5 separate regions of the Mus musculus genome follow, and regions 2, 3, 4 and 5 are each linked to region 1. The links are chromatin contacts, called in public promoter capture Hi-C maps. All regions are on one chromosome and are shown on one strand. Each heading gives the region's core, a stretch centred on a gene start, on an enhancer-like site or on the middle of the called end of the contact. The rest is flanking DNA. Distances are from core to core; before and after follow the strand shown. Region 1 holds the start of 4930405A21Rik (RIKEN cDNA 4930405A21 gene). Region 2 holds the start of Tti1 (TELO2 interacting protein 1). Region 3 holds the start of Itch (itchy, E3 ubiquitin protein ligase). Region 4 holds the start of Vstm2l (V-set and transmembrane domain containing 2-like). Region 5 holds the start of Ahcy (S-adenosylhomocysteine hydrolase).

Region 1 (2,700 bases), core at 65-2,564:
CTACCTCTGCCTCCCAAGTGCTGGGATTAAAGGCGTGCACCACCACGCCCGGCTTCAAGTTTTCAAGGGATTTACCAAAATGGTGACCCAAAGGGGAAACCAGCTGCCAGTCTATCTGGAAAGGACCCTTTACCCTCTCCTAGAAGCCCAGGCTCATGCAGGAGGGTCTGAGGCCTATGTGCCAGTGTTACACCTCAGGCCTGGGTCAGCCAACTGCTCCTCTATGCTAGCCTGACTTGGGCAAGGACTCAGTCAGTCACAAAATCGTCCCCATACACACCTTACAGGACCTGAGGCGGGGGGCTGGGAGGGGGGTGACCAACAGAGAAGGGTGCTGACATTCCTCTAGGACCAAGGTCTCAGACTTGGTGAAGTCCAAATTGAAGCTGCCAGTGAGTTAGTTCTTCTGTTCAAGAGAGTGAGCTGGATCAAAGGGTCAAAGACTTGCTGGTGAAAATTCTGTCTCTGCCTGGTTTCTCTCCAGGGGATACTCAGCACTGGGGAATCCCAAAGAGAAAGGGGGACTTGCCCAAGGTTATGCAAGAAGTGTTACTGAATCGAAAGGACACAGCAACACATGAGGTGTCATAGCCATTCAAGAATTTACTTTGTATTTTCACCTAAAGCAAATGAAACTGAATAGCATGGTGTAGCCAACTCCTGCTTTTAGAGTGCTTAGCACAGTGCTGGCATCAAGTAAGTTTGTTGCTTTTGCCATTATTGTGTCTTAATGCAAAAGGTAGACTGGAAACAGTGTTACCTTCTTCATTTCCCACAGTCCTCTGTCAGATCCCAGTACAGAAAGCAGGCAACCAGCGGGCTTGCCAGGCAGCAAAGATCTGTGCTTGGCAGAACCTTCTGTAAATGGACTGTCAGTCTGTGGGCGGGGAGGGGGCTCACTCGGTTGTCACATTTTACAGAGGCACAGAAAGGTTAAGCATCTAACCTAAGGTCACACAAGTGGGATACTGAACCCGTCCTTAGGACCCTTGGGAGCACAGCAAGGGATGAGGCAAAGAGGCAACTAGAAACTGCGCGGCTGAGTAGCTAGGACCCGCGTGCGGGACAGAAAGCCCACGGTGGGCTCTCTCCTCAGCCTCAGTTTCCCTACCTACAGCGAGGCGTCGCCACCAGGGTGAGCCCGCAGGGACGGACGGCCACTCCAACTCCCGTACAGACCACGCATTGCGTTCCAGCTGGAACCGGTTTGGCGGGGCGGTTCGAGAGGGCGGAGCCCCTCACTCGGGCATGCGCGAGTTGGCGCGGGCGCGCACTCCCTTTCAAGACCGGCCGGCCAGGGCGTGGGCCGCGCGGTACGCGTGCGCGCTTGCGCTGTGTCCCGCTTGCGCGCGCCCCCTGGCGGCCCCGGAATCCCGGGCGACGCGCGCGCGGCTGACGCGAGGGGCGGGGCCGGCGCGGGGCTTTAACCCGGAGGCCCCGCCTCTCGGGCGTACAAAACCGGAGCCTCGGGCCGGGCCGCGTGAGGGAGGAGGGTGAGTGCCCGCCGCTGGCCGCAGCTGCCGCCAGTCCATCCGTCACTCCGTCCGTCTGTCCGACCCACGTCGTCGCCGCCGCCGCCGCCGCCTCCTCAGCCCGGACGCCCGGGGCCCGCCCAGCGCCACCCGGAGCAGCCGCGGCCCCGCGAGGAGACGGGCGCCGCCTCCGCCCGGCCCTGCCCTGCCCCGTCTTCCCGTCTGTCCGTCTGTCCGTCCGCCCGCTCGCCCGCGCTTCCGTCCTTCTGTCGGGCCACTGGCCCTCGGGCCCGTGTCTCCGCTGAGCCCGCTTTGTCTCTCCCTAGCTCGCTGTCTCTTTGTCTCTGCTCTCGCGCTCTCGGCCCCTCCCTCGCTCCAGGATCTCGGGTCCCCTCTCCCAGCGCTCCTCTCCTCTCTTACAGCCACGGGTTCTGGCACCCCCATTCTTCTGGACTCCCTAGATCTTTTGGGGCCTCTCCTTCAGAACACACTCCACTCCCCCAGGCCTTTCCTGAGCTTACCACACATCTTGAGGGTCCTTCTTGATGCATGTGCCCCTGATTTCCTGGGGGTTATCTCCACCTAGTCCGCATTTCCCGGAGGGTTTCCCACTTCTCCGGAGCCTCCCATAGCTATCAGAACCTTTTACATCCCTTAGTGGTCTCCTTGAACCCCCAGTGTCTCCCCAGCTCCCTAACTTAAGAACCTCTGCCTTTCCTGGATTTGTCCGCTGTCGCTGTCACTGTCTCTCCTTGTTCTCCGAGCGTCCCACTTCTCTGGACCCGGTCCCCCCCACCCCCCTTGCTCTCCCTGCTTCTTTCACGCGTCTGTGTCGGTGGTCTCATTGCTGTCTCTAACGCCTGCCTCAGCCTTCTCTGCCCGGGGCTCTTGCTCCTTTGCTTCTCTGCCCGATCCCCTGTCGCCCCTTTTCTCTGCTCCTTGTCACTCCCTCTCCCTTTTCTGTCTCTGCCGGGTCTCTGGGTCTCTGACCCCCATCCGGCCCTCATGGCTTTGTGTCTGGAGCTCTTGAAGCAATGTGAGTGGTGGGGTGTCCGGGTCGGGCCGGGCGGAGTCATCCCGCAGGCTGGCCGCGGCAGAGGCTCCATGGGGTTGGCGCTGGGGCAGGGGCTGGCGCTGGGGTAATGAGGCTGTGGGGCCTCTGGACCAGGGGAACAAGGATGGTGGGGCCAGGCTGTCTGGCGAGGGGGTTGGGGGGAAAGGGCCTTCC
Region 2 (2,700 bases), core at 16-2,515, 1.3 Mb after region 1:
TGTTGTTAAGGACTGACATTTAAAATAGTAACATCTGGATACATAGACTTAGTACAAAGGGTACTCAGAACATGAGTTACTCAGTACTCAGCAACTATTTAGATGAGGTCTCAAAAGCCCGAGCTTTTTTGTAAGGTGGGGTCTTAAAAGCTGGTCTGGAATTTACTGCACAGACCAAGCTGGCCTGGAACCCTCAGGAGAACCACCTGCCTCTGCCTCCCTATATCATTATAAGGTGTTGACTTGTGCGTTAATTCAATCAGCTATGAATTCAGCTTTGATTCCAGATGCTGGGACACACTTAGATACACTCTCTTCATTCAGATCTTAGCTCTGTGAGCTTGAAACTTATGTGATCACCACACCTCTGTAACCTGTTTCCTCAGTTGTTAAACCGTGAGACGATAACACTTACCTCATAGCTTTGAAAAGTGTCTAGCACATAGAAACTTCTCAACTACACTAGCTATGATCATGATGCACTCCAGGTGAAGAAGGGTCAAAGCATGTATATTAGGGACAGAGAAGTTAAGAAAACCAGGCATCAACTATAGGAATGTCTTTTAGGCTGGGAGGGGACTCACATCTAATAAGTTCAACAACGTCAGGGAGTTGTAGGTATGTGTGTTGGGGGGGGGGTGCACGCACAGAGGACGTCAGGTGTCCCGCTCAATCACTCTCCAGCTTATTCTTTTGAGACTGAGTCTTTCACTGAACCTGGAGTTAAGCAGGCATCTAGCAAGCTCCGGCGATCTTCCTGTCTCAGCCCCAGAACACTGAAGTTACAGACCTGGCCCACCAACTTGGGCTTTTTAATGATGGGAACACAAATCCTCATTCTTGCATAGCAAGCACTTGGAGCCATCACACCCCTCCAAAAAAAAAGTTGTGTGTGTGTGGGGCCAGACTCAGTAGAGGTCAGTAGACGGCGCAGTTCCACCAGGTGAGAAAAGGGGTATCACTTCGGAAGTCAGAACAGGAACCAAAGTGGGGAGCCCTGCCAAGAGTTCGTGTCTTTAAAGGAACTAGAGGAGCGCTGGGGAGAGGGGCCCAGGCACGGAGGGAGGTGTGGCCTAGGCCAGCCACCAAAGCGACGCGGCCCTTCCCACACCCAGCTCCCGCGCTTCCTGCCTCAGTGTGTCCTAAGGATTCGTTTCTGGACGCTCCTAAGCGGCTGGGCTCCCTTACACTCCCGCCACTCTTACCTCGTCTTCCAGTCTTTCCCTCACTCTCCCGCCTCCTGCACCCTAGGCGGAAATGACGACTAAGTAGTGCGTCGCGCCGCGCCAGAAAGGTTCTGCGGAGCGGGAAAAAGGGTTCCGGTGAGGCTCACTGCGCCGGCGCGCGGGCGCGAGCGGTTAAAGCGCATTTTCGGTGTTCGAGGACCTGGATTTGTTCCCTCGGCCTGGCCGGCTAGAAGTCAGGGACCAAGGATACTGCCGCCTCCTAAGGATCGTTTTCCTCCGGCTCCGAAGCCTCTCGGCGCCCGGCTGTGGCCCTTGCCCTTTGACCCCCGTGGCGGCGGGGTGAGAGGTCGGGTGGCCATCTTGTGGCGGCGGCGCGGGCGGCTGTTACTGCGGAGACCTGTCCCCTCCCCCCACCTGGTACCCCGAGCTGTCTGTCAGTCGGCGGAGAGCCCTGCAGCCTGTCAGCGGAGGCCTGGGCCGAGTGCGGTCGCTTTCCCCGTCTCATCGGGCGGCCCGGGCTGCTCCCCACCACCGCCACCATGTCCTCCTTCTCAGAATCGGCGCTGGAAAAGAAGCTCTCAGAGCTGAGCAACTCTCAGCAGAGCGTGCAGACCCTCTCCCTGTGGCTCATCCACCACCGCAAGCACGCAGGACCCATCGTCTCCGTGTGGCACCGCGAGCTCCGCAAAGGTGATCACCCGCACCCCGGCTCTCCCATGGCTGTGTTCCCTCATCCACTCTCCCGCAGCCCTGTGGCTTCTTAAGCCTTGTTTTGCAGGCCTGGGGCTCTGATGGAGGGTCTGAGGTTGGAAACGGTGTTATTTTATGACTTGGAGAGGGAAACTGAGGCCCGGTAAGGTATGGGAGATTCGTCTGAAGTTCCAAGGGCGCAAATGCCCAGACTTGAAGTTACTCAGCTCCTTCCCTCATCAGGCTTCCCCCTCACACCTTACGACAGTTGTTTTTGTTTTTGTTTTAAATCGTGGCTGTGTTTGGAGCTGGGAGCCCCGTGTTGGGCAATTGGAATACGATCCAGCCGTCTCTGGTCAGACTGCCCACATTAAGACCTGGTGCAAACGTGTTCTAGCTAAGTGATCCTGGGAACGTTTCTTCATATCCTTGTGCCGGTGTATTCTAATCTGTAAAACGGATACAAACTTACCTGTACTTCCAAAGCCTTGACTCCGTGTTAGTTACTATCCATAGACTTGAGAACAGGATGGTAAATTGGGTAGCCTTCTGCCCTTGCCACTAAATTCAGACTCTCACGATATTCCCCGAGCGCTACCTGTTTCTTGCCAGGCCCGGTGTTGGATGCAAGTTGTTTCTGGCTACTGTCTGGAAGTTAAGTCTATCTGTCACTGAACCCAACAGTTTAACCTCTATGTCCTTTATTCCTTATATAGAAAATGGAGATGATGGTAGTTTATGTTATTGTGGCTTTATTATGTGCTGCTATCTTTATGCGGGTTGCTTTTGTTTTTGCTTTGGGACAGAACCTTTAGCCTTTACA
Region 3 (2,700 bases), core at 183-2,682, 1.6 Mb before region 1:
ATATATTTATAATATTTGTTAAAATATCTTATAGTATGCCCAGTGACAAGAATCATCTGGGATGCTAGTTTAAAAAACAAAACAAAACGAAACAAGAAACCAACCCAGATTCTCCTAGAGCACACCACTCTCTCAATATTGGGGATAAAATCTTGGGCCTCATCAATGCTATGTAAGTATCTACTAGTGAGTTACATCTTGAGCCAACTCTTACAGCTTAATCCCTAATGTGGCAAACATTGGCTGGAAGTGCAGAAGAACTTTTAAATACTTAAACACACCAAACCAAAACTAAAAAACAAAAACAAAATCCCAAAAACCCAAACCCAGGGTTTCACCACGTAACCTCGGTTGGTCTAGAACTCTCAAGATATTTGGACATGGCTAGCCTTGAACCCACAGAGATCCATTTGTCTCTGTCTTCTAATGGAACCTGAAGCTTGCTGTGTGGTCTAGGGCGTTGACTAGGGAGCTCCTATGTCTGCCCACCACTGTTAGGGGTCCGTTGGTGCCAGCTTTTATATGAATGCTGGGGTTTCAAACATCCTTGTGCTTGCATGGCAAGAGCCTTTACCCACTGAACCATCCTCCCAACTCAGAATCTTTTTTGTTTAATAAACTCAGCACATAATTCATAATATGGTAGTTTCAAAGGTATTTCGAAAAGTTTAAGTGACTTTCTAGATAGTTTCCTTACGAGGAAACAGGATAAACAATAATAGCAAAGTTTGCTAATTATCACGTGCCTCTATTATTACCACTGCACAGCCTATTAATTCGGTAGGATTAGATGTGTTTTGCCTGGGTTAAGAAGTTTAATTTAAGCATCTGAAAAGGTAACCAATGGCATCTTTCACATAGTTTTGTTGTAAACGTTTAGAAGTATGCTTTTCAGTTTTTATAACTCATGCCGCCTTGGCGCTGTCAAGCTGTCACCCTCCTAAGAACTTCCTGTCAAAAGGTGGAGAAAGGAGAATTTGAACCCAAACAGTGTAACTCCAGAAGGATAGAACCGGCACAGTGCTTCATAAATTGTGATTCCTGCTGTTAGGAGTATCAGGAGAGAACTTGATAAAAATGCAGATTATAAAGCAACCCCTATTCCATCCCAGATCTACTGAGTCAGAAACTGGCGGTGGAGCTCAGCAGTCTGTTTTTAAAAGCTGTTCAAGTGATTCTGAGACACGCTAGCATTTGGTAACAGTCTTTAGAGGTCCTGGCGGGGAAGAAGGGGTCAAAAGGAAGGAACGAAAGAAGAAAGGAAAGAAGGGAGAAAGGAAAGGAGAAAGGAAGGAAGAAAAGAAAAAAGCCTTGGAGATGTAGAGAGCAAGGCTTAGTGTCCACTTCACCTGGAGGTGAGGAAAAATGATTTAGGAGGCTGGCGCGCAAGGCCTGCTGGGGCCTGTAGTCCGGACTGCGCCGAGGAGGCCGCGCCTGCGCACTAGGTGTGAAGTAGCTCTAGTCGCTGTAGTCGGGGCTCGGGACCGGCTGCCATCTTAGCGGAGGGACTGAGGAGTCGTCGCCGCCCCGAGTCCCGGTAAACACGCGCAGGCAGACTGGGGTCATTTCTGTGGCTTGGAGGGAGTTTGGATGAAAAGGCATGGGGAATGCGAAGGGTAGAGGAGTGTGGCGCTCGAGTCTGGACCTAGAGCCGGGGCTGCTCTTCCCGCAGCCGGTGTCCGTGGGGGGCGCCCGGAGAGCCGGCTGGTGGCCCGAGCCGAGTGGCGGGTGGGTCAGCAGGTCGAGCCGAACTGCTAGTGCTTGGCCTAGGCGTCCGGAGCCTGTAGGCCCGCGAGCCCCAAGTTGGGAGAGAGCCGAGCCGCGGCGGACGTGGGCAGGGTCCAGCCCCGCGCCCCGCTGCCGCGCCCGGGGGTTCCTCTCCCGCGGCCCGGCCTACGCGCGGGGCCCGGTGGCAGCGGCCCGCCCGCGCGACGTGGCCCTTTGAGGGGCGGCGGCCGGGCCCACCTGCCACCTGGCAGGCTCCCCCCGAGACTTTTCCAAGCTCCCACTCGCAGAGGACCTTCCCCAGTGACTGCTTCCCCTTCTGTCTTGTACTTCCCTCCTCCCTCCATTGTCCCCACTCATGGTGGTCCCGGCCCAGGCCGGCGCCACCGACTTTTGCAGACGTGGAGCTGTCACAGCCCTTTCTACCGAGAGCGTACTTTTCTTGAGCAAAGAAAAAAGTAGAGGTGAGCGCATTTGAAAGGTGGAAGCCCAATGAGGGCAGGACTTTTAAATAGAAGACTTGAGTTTTGAGACATAGTTCCCGGCTGCAACTTCAAGAGAGAAAAAAAATATATAAGGGTCAGTGCACCCGAAGTAGGCATTGGGCCTAAAGTTAGAGATGTGACCAGGTGACTTGCAAAGTACCCCAAATTCACAGTTCCCCACTCGCTTGTTTTCTTGGCTGTGTTAGAATCCTAATCCTGTTGAGACTTCTGTTCCTCTTTAAGCTGCAGTGAACTTGTTCTAAAGGGGGCAGTGGGGAGAAGAGGGAGGTTTTCTTCTTCACAGTTGACAGAACACCATCTAGCCACCCATCATCATTCTCTTAAGTGGGTGGTTCTCCTGTATCCTTATCTTAAGAAAGTAGGTAAAGGCTGTGTATGTTCACTCCCAGGATTGGCAGAGGGCTTGGTTCTCATCTGAAATAAAGTCTTTTGGGGGCAAGTTTGAGATTCAGCCTTGTGTATCACAGGG
Region 4 (2,700 bases), core at 39-2,538, 1.2 Mb after region 1:
TCCACCATAATATCTGAAAGGGGCATAGGGAGACAGAATAAAGACAGCAAGCACGGTGTGTCACTCCGCTTTTTAGATCTCTCAAACTTTAGGTACTGTGAGCCGTGCTGGAAGCTGGATCCCTGCGGTGCTGTGTGTGTGGAGCGGGGATCTGTCCACGGTGCTGAACCCTCGCATCTAATCACCCCCGAGGCGCTGTCCGCGGTTCTTAAAGGATGAAACGAAAAGGGTGCTGTCCGCAATGCTGAAACAATGCCTGCCGGCGAAGGCAGAGGAGAAATGAGGGTAGGAAGAATCCTTCCCGGGGTCCGAAACCTTGCTCCGGATCTTCTCAAGACCTCGGAGAAGGCAGCCTTATGAAATAGGCTTTTCTTTAAAATAACCCCCCAACCCTCTTTTCCTGTCACAAAAGCCTCAGTTAAAGAGTCAAGGAAGGAATCAGAATTGGACTGCCACTCTTGGGAATGAAAGAGTCTTCATGGTTTACACACACAGACACACACACACACACACACACACACACACACACACTCCATCTAGACCTTTCATCTAGGGAGAGCCTTACAGTCCAGAAGGGGGCGATCCAGTTCACTGTGTAGAACCCCAACACCTCTAAGCTAGGAGCCCCACTAACTGCTGAGTCCCAGAGACAGGAACCACAATGATAACTACATTGTGTGGGCGCCACGATGTTCCCCACTTTACCCACCTAACTCCAAAGACCCCCCCCCCCCCAACCCCCGACACACACTGCTTCTGGTGGTGGCGTCTGTCCCCATTTTTCAGACGAAGAACTCGAGGACAGGAGAAACTACGCGTGATCACACGGGGACCCCAAAGCTGCCAGATCTTAAACTAGTTCACCTATGTCTCATCCCGGGTGCGCCCCCCACCCCTATTCACCTGTCCTGCACCTCGCCTGGCCCTGGCCCCAACACTACCCAGCTGGCAAAGTTGAGCGGCCCCTCCAGCGCACGGGTCTGGTGGCAGGTCGGATGTTTATCCCCAACGATCGGATTTCGACTCCCAACACCCTAGTGTTCCGCCCTGCGGGGGGTTAGGTCCCCAGGTGGCCTTCCACCCCCGGGCCTGCCCCACCCCCGCTCCCGCGCGGGAGGCCAGTTGCGAGTACCGCTTTAAAAATCCCAGCCTGGGCAAAACTTTGATGATAAATCAAGCTGCGGATCCCTCCGCCGCCGCCGGCTCAGGGCGGGGAGCGAGGGGGAGGGCGGGTGCGCGGCGGCGCGGAGTGGCCTTCCGCGCAAGCGAAGAGTCCCGCAGTCGGAGGCGGCGGGCTGGGCGTGCGCTCGCTGCCTGCAGCCGGGGCCGGGCCGGGGCCAGCAGGAGAGGGCGGCGGCGGCGCCGGGCAGGGTACGGCGGGCGCGGGCTTTGCGGGCTGCGGAGCCCCGATGTGAGGCGGCGGCGCCCCCGGCCGGAGCGCGCAGCATGGGGGCCCCGCTGGCCGCGGCGCTGGGCGCCCTCCACTACCTGGCACTTTTCCTGCAACTCGGCGGCGCCACGCGACCCGCAGGCCATGCGCCCTGGGACAACCACGTCTCCGGACACGGTGAGTTTGCGCGCAGCCCCCACGGACTTCCCCCCACTGAACCCCACCCCGGTCGCAGCCGCTCCAACTTGGCGGTCGCGGTGCTCGAACCTGCGCCGACTGATGCTATGGCCCAGAGTTCCGGGGCGCCCTCTGCTGGGACTGGGGACCCACCCTGTCTCCTATCGGGGCCAGCTCTGCGAGAAGGGGTTCCCAAGAGCACACTCGCTCTGGCCCCAGCTCGCAGAAGACCCCCTCCACGCGCGTACACACTCACACGGATACACACACCTCTGCGACCATACAGATGTCTCCAACCGCGGACACACTCAGCCACGCTCACTGCATCCCACACTCACAACTCTGCACATCCCCTCTGAGCCTCTCCTCGCTGGTAAATATACTTGTGCCCACTACGCACACGAATCAGACACTGGCTGGTGGCTCACCCTGCCAGCTGGCACTCGGGCACACACGCTTCGCTTCGCCACAACTCTTGCCTGTCTGCCTGCAGACACGGATACACATGCACGCACGCACTTGTGCACACACTTTGCCCACCCACTTCTCTCTGCCCCGATTCCTTTCTCCTTTGTGGGTTTAACGCTGAAACTGCTCCTGCATCCTCTTCATCAGGATCCATCCCTTCCACGGCCGGGAATGGTCCTGAGGGGCGCCAGATGCTGTTGCTTAAGACCTGCTAGCCTGGGTGGCAGCTTCCTTTGCCATCCATGTGGGTGGGTGGCATCCAGGGGTAGGGACAGTCTGGGGATAAGAAGGTAGGGACGGAGAGCTGGGATACACTGGAGTAGTTGAGGTCTATTCTTTCAGCTAGAGGCCAGGAGTAAAGAGGAATGTAGGGTGTTTGTCCCTGGGGGGATCATGAACCCCTTGAATCCTACAGGACACCCCCATCTCGGGGACCCCATCTCAACCTTGCCCCTAGAGGACTGAAATGTTGAACTCCAGCATTGTGGGAGCAAGGAGAAAGCAAGTGCTGCCTGCACGAGTGTCTGAAGCGCCTTTCCTCCCCACAGGAGCCCAAGTTGGCAGCAGAGTTGGGTGGTGTGGGGCAGGCAGCTGTGGAGGCTCCCTGCCCCTGAGCCATGCTGTGTGATGGGGCAGGGGTGGTTGAAACCAGAGGTGACCCTGCT
Region 5 (2,700 bases), core at 104-2,603, 1.6 Mb before region 1:
CATCTACCCAGTGGAGACAATAAACTGCCCTGCTGGCTGATTAACTATCTTAATAAGAATTTGCAAAGCCACTTCCCTAGGTTCCTGTGTAATGGGATAGCATTCATCTCCCTTTGAGGACCCTTTCCAATTTAATAGAGTATTGAAATTATTTTAAAAGCTAACCAGCCTGAATTGCTTTGTTTTTCTGTTTGTTTGGTTTGTAGTTTTGTTTTGATAGGGTCTCCCCATCTTGTCCAGGTTGGTCTGGAATTCACTGTATGCCCAGGCTGACCTCTGAAATGAGCTGATCGATTCCTTGGCCTCAGTAGTGATAGCAGGGCTGGGATTACAAGCTTGTGTCACTAGGCACAGTTTGAATTGGATTGTGTTGAAATTCCATTAGGGTTGTTTCAAGTGTATTGCCTTGTATACAGACAGCAGTGGAAGAGATGAGCTTAGAGGTCATGATGTCCTGAGTCCAAATTCTAACCAGCTGCTTTCCAGTTACAAGATTCTGGGAAAATGCCCTTTATACCTCTGGATATTCATTGTAAACATAAAACCGTTCCTTCCATGGAGAGCTACAATAATAAGACGGGTTAGTCTAGAATAATGCTATAAGGCAGTGCCCATCCCACTGTAAACGCTCAAGTTAAGGTGTGTTTACTCAGACAGCTTTCTATAATCGGGACAAAACGAACAGTAATTTCTAACCACTCCAAATTTTCTAGACATCCACTAGATATCCCAGAGATTGAGCAGATGGGACCCTAAGTTCCCGTTGCACCGAGACTAGCCGTTTCCAGGCCTCTCCTCATTAGCACCTAGAACACTGATGCTCTCTCCGGCCCTGCTCAAGGCCCAGAAGACGGTGGGCCCTTGCTAGGGGCCACCCAAGCCGCCAAACGCCAGGGCCAGGGTCTGGGCCTCTAGGGCCGCTTCCCAATGGCCAGTCTCTCCGACAGGAGCACGCTGCCCGACCAAAGATCACAGCCCGCGCTGCCGCTCTGGGCGCCTACCGCGGGGCACGCCGGGACTTGTAGTCCGCGGCCGTTTCCCACTCCTGGCTCTCGGCGGCGTGTGGACTCCAATCCCCGGGCACCTGCGCGGCCAGGCCAGCGATTCTAGGGGTCCCGGGGCGCCCCGAAGCCGCCACCTAAACAAGACGCAGGTCGGTACTGACAACAAACCCAGGACGGGAGCCGAGTCGCCACGGAGGACTGAACCCTTGGGACTCACCGACTTTGTAGGGCAGTTTATCAGACATGCTGGCGGCGCTTCCGCTAGGACTGATGAACTCAGTGAAGGGGGCCGGGCGGCGCGGGGCAGGGATCTACGCCTGGCGCCGGCGTCTTTAAATATCTTCTTATTTGAATATTCATGAACCTGCTGGGGGCTGAAACTTAGGGGCGGAGCCTAGCTCGAGGCGTTGAGCGGAGCGGGAGCAAGGCTGATCTCTGCCTCAAAAATCATAAATTTTGTGCACTGTGGCCTTTGGACCCCTGGCACTCGACTAGGAGGGAGCGTGGAGAGAGGCGGTTCTTCTCCCATCCGTCCAGCCAGTGAATCAGAGGTCAAAACAAGGCAGAATTCTTAGACTCTAGCCAATTTACTAACCTGAGCCTTAACTGCTTCAATTGTAAAACTCTTGCAAGATCAAAGTAAAGAGCTGGGCCTAGTGGTATGTGCCTGTGAATCCCCACTCTGGAGACAGTGTCTGAAATCTCCCGCTCTGGAGCCAGAGCCAGGAGATTTGTCACAAATTCGAGGCCAGTCTGCTCTATCGCTAATTAGTTCCAGGCCAACCGAGGCTACAGAGTGAGGCCCTATCTCAAAAACAAAGAAAGAAAAATCACCGGTTGCAATTGTGTCACTCTCTCCTCCCTCTGTTTGCCTTTCCTTGCTCGCCCCCACCCCCTCCTCAACACCTTCTCATTCGGTAGTCTTTCTTGGTGATTCACAGGCTGCTCACATGGAAATGACTGCGGAGCTATCCGCAGGAGCATAGATAACTCACCAATGACTATACACCTGAAGAGTATGACTTCTCTCTCAGCGGCTCTCAGCGGCTAGCTTTCAGGAAGGAAACCAGGCCCCATGTTGTGTGCATATACCATCTCTGGGGAGTTCAGTTGGCCCCTTTGTAAAAAGTTGGCCTCCGTTGGACTTATCTGTCTCCTCATGGAGTAACAAGGAGGGTCACAAGACCTTCTCCTGGGTGTCCAGCTGCACCCTACCTCCTGTTATATGCAATTCTGCCTAAACTGAACATGACCTCAGGGAAGGACTAGAGTATGTAGTCAGGGAAGTAGGTTCCAGCTACCCGTCTACTGGCGAGGCCCTCATCCCTGCTGGTTGAGGTGTGGTCTCCAGCTGTGGTCTTTGGGGAAAAGCATCATTCATACCCCTATCTGGTAAGTACCCCCTGACCTGTGTATGCGTTGTCAGGAAGCTCACTGACCTCACCGGTTCCCCCAGAAGGATCTTCCGCAGAATCATACCTCAGTTTATTTGGGAGGAGGTGTAGATTTTGCTTCTGTCTCCTAGGAGGGAATTTTAGCAATGTCCCGGGACACCTCCCCCATCCATGACTGAATGTTGCTGGGGATCCAGTGTTGTGCAGGTCCTGGGCAAATAGCTGCAGTTGTGAGTTCTGATTGCAACGGCCATGCCGTGTGGGTCCACAACCCTCCTCCCCTCCATCCAGTTCTTACGTTC

What was found. Promoter capture Hi-C pulls out the DNA fragments that hold promoters and counts their contacts. Capture Hi-C pulls out chosen DNA fragments and counts their contacts.
Region 2: a promoter capture Hi-C map of liver shows a contact between it and region 1, with 5 times the contacts expected there. The contact joins the promoter of Tti1 here to the promoter of 4930405A21Rik in region 1.
Region 3: a promoter capture Hi-C map of pre-B cells shows a contact between it and region 1, with 4 times the contacts expected there. The contact joins the promoter of Itch here to the promoter of 4930405A21Rik in region 1. A contact is called at or near these places in 2 of 39 promoter capture datasets (liver and pre-B cells).
Region 4: a contact with region 1 is called in a promoter capture Hi-C map of liver, with 4 times the contacts expected there. The contact joins the promoter of Vstm2l here to the promoter of 4930405A21Rik in region 1. A contact is called at or near these places in 2 of 39 promoter capture datasets (both in liver).
Region 5: a promoter capture Hi-C map of liver shows a contact between it and region 1, with 3 times the contacts expected there. The contact joins the promoter of Ahcy here to the promoter of 4930405A21Rik in region 1. A contact is called at or near these places in 1 of 39 promoter capture datasets (liver) and 1 of 9 other capture datasets (liver).

Annotation. Positions count from the first base shown.
Region 1 is chr2:156,719,595-156,722,294 of GRCm38.p6, forward strand. 4930405A21Rik (RIKEN cDNA 4930405A21 gene) reads right to left here and starts at 1,315. Exons shown (of 4, transcript NR_040505.1): 1 at 1,112-1,315. All of the region lies in intron 7 of Dlgap4 (DLG associated protein 4), which reads left to right.
Region 2 is chr2:158,027,169-158,029,868 of GRCm38.p6, forward strand. It overlaps Tti1 (TELO2 interacting protein 1), which reads right to left and starts at 1,266. Exons shown (of 8, transcript NM_029282.2): 1 at 1,206-1,266. Rprd1b (regulation of nuclear pre-mRNA domain containing 1B) reads left to right here and starts at 1,329. Exons shown (of 7, transcript NM_001291134.1): 1 at 1,329-1,877. The coding sequence starts at 1,727.
Region 3 is chr2:155,132,049-155,134,748 of GRCm38.p6, forward strand. It overlaps Itch (itchy, E3 ubiquitin protein ligase), which reads left to right and starts at 1,433. Exons shown (of 25, transcript NM_008395.3): 1 at 1,433-1,537.
Region 4 is chr2:157,913,365-157,916,064 of GRCm38.p6, forward strand. It overlaps Vstm2l (V-set and transmembrane domain containing 2-like), which reads left to right and starts at 1,289. Exons shown (of 4, transcript NM_198627.2): 1 at 1,289-1,567. The coding sequence starts at 1,447.
Region 5 is chr2:155,073,144-155,075,843 of GRCm38.p6, forward strand. It overlaps Ahcy (S-adenosylhomocysteine hydrolase), which reads right to left and starts at 1,354. Exons shown (of 10, transcript NM_016661.3): 1 at 1,222-1,354. The coding sequence starts at 1,249. Gm39966 (a long non-coding RNA gene) reads right to left here and starts at 1,031. Exons shown (of 2, transcript XR_866885.2): 1 at 807-1,031; 2 at 1-563. It overlaps Gm45609 (a long non-coding RNA gene), which reads left to right and starts at 1,369. Exons shown (of 3, transcript XR_001783519.2): 1 at 1,369-2,700.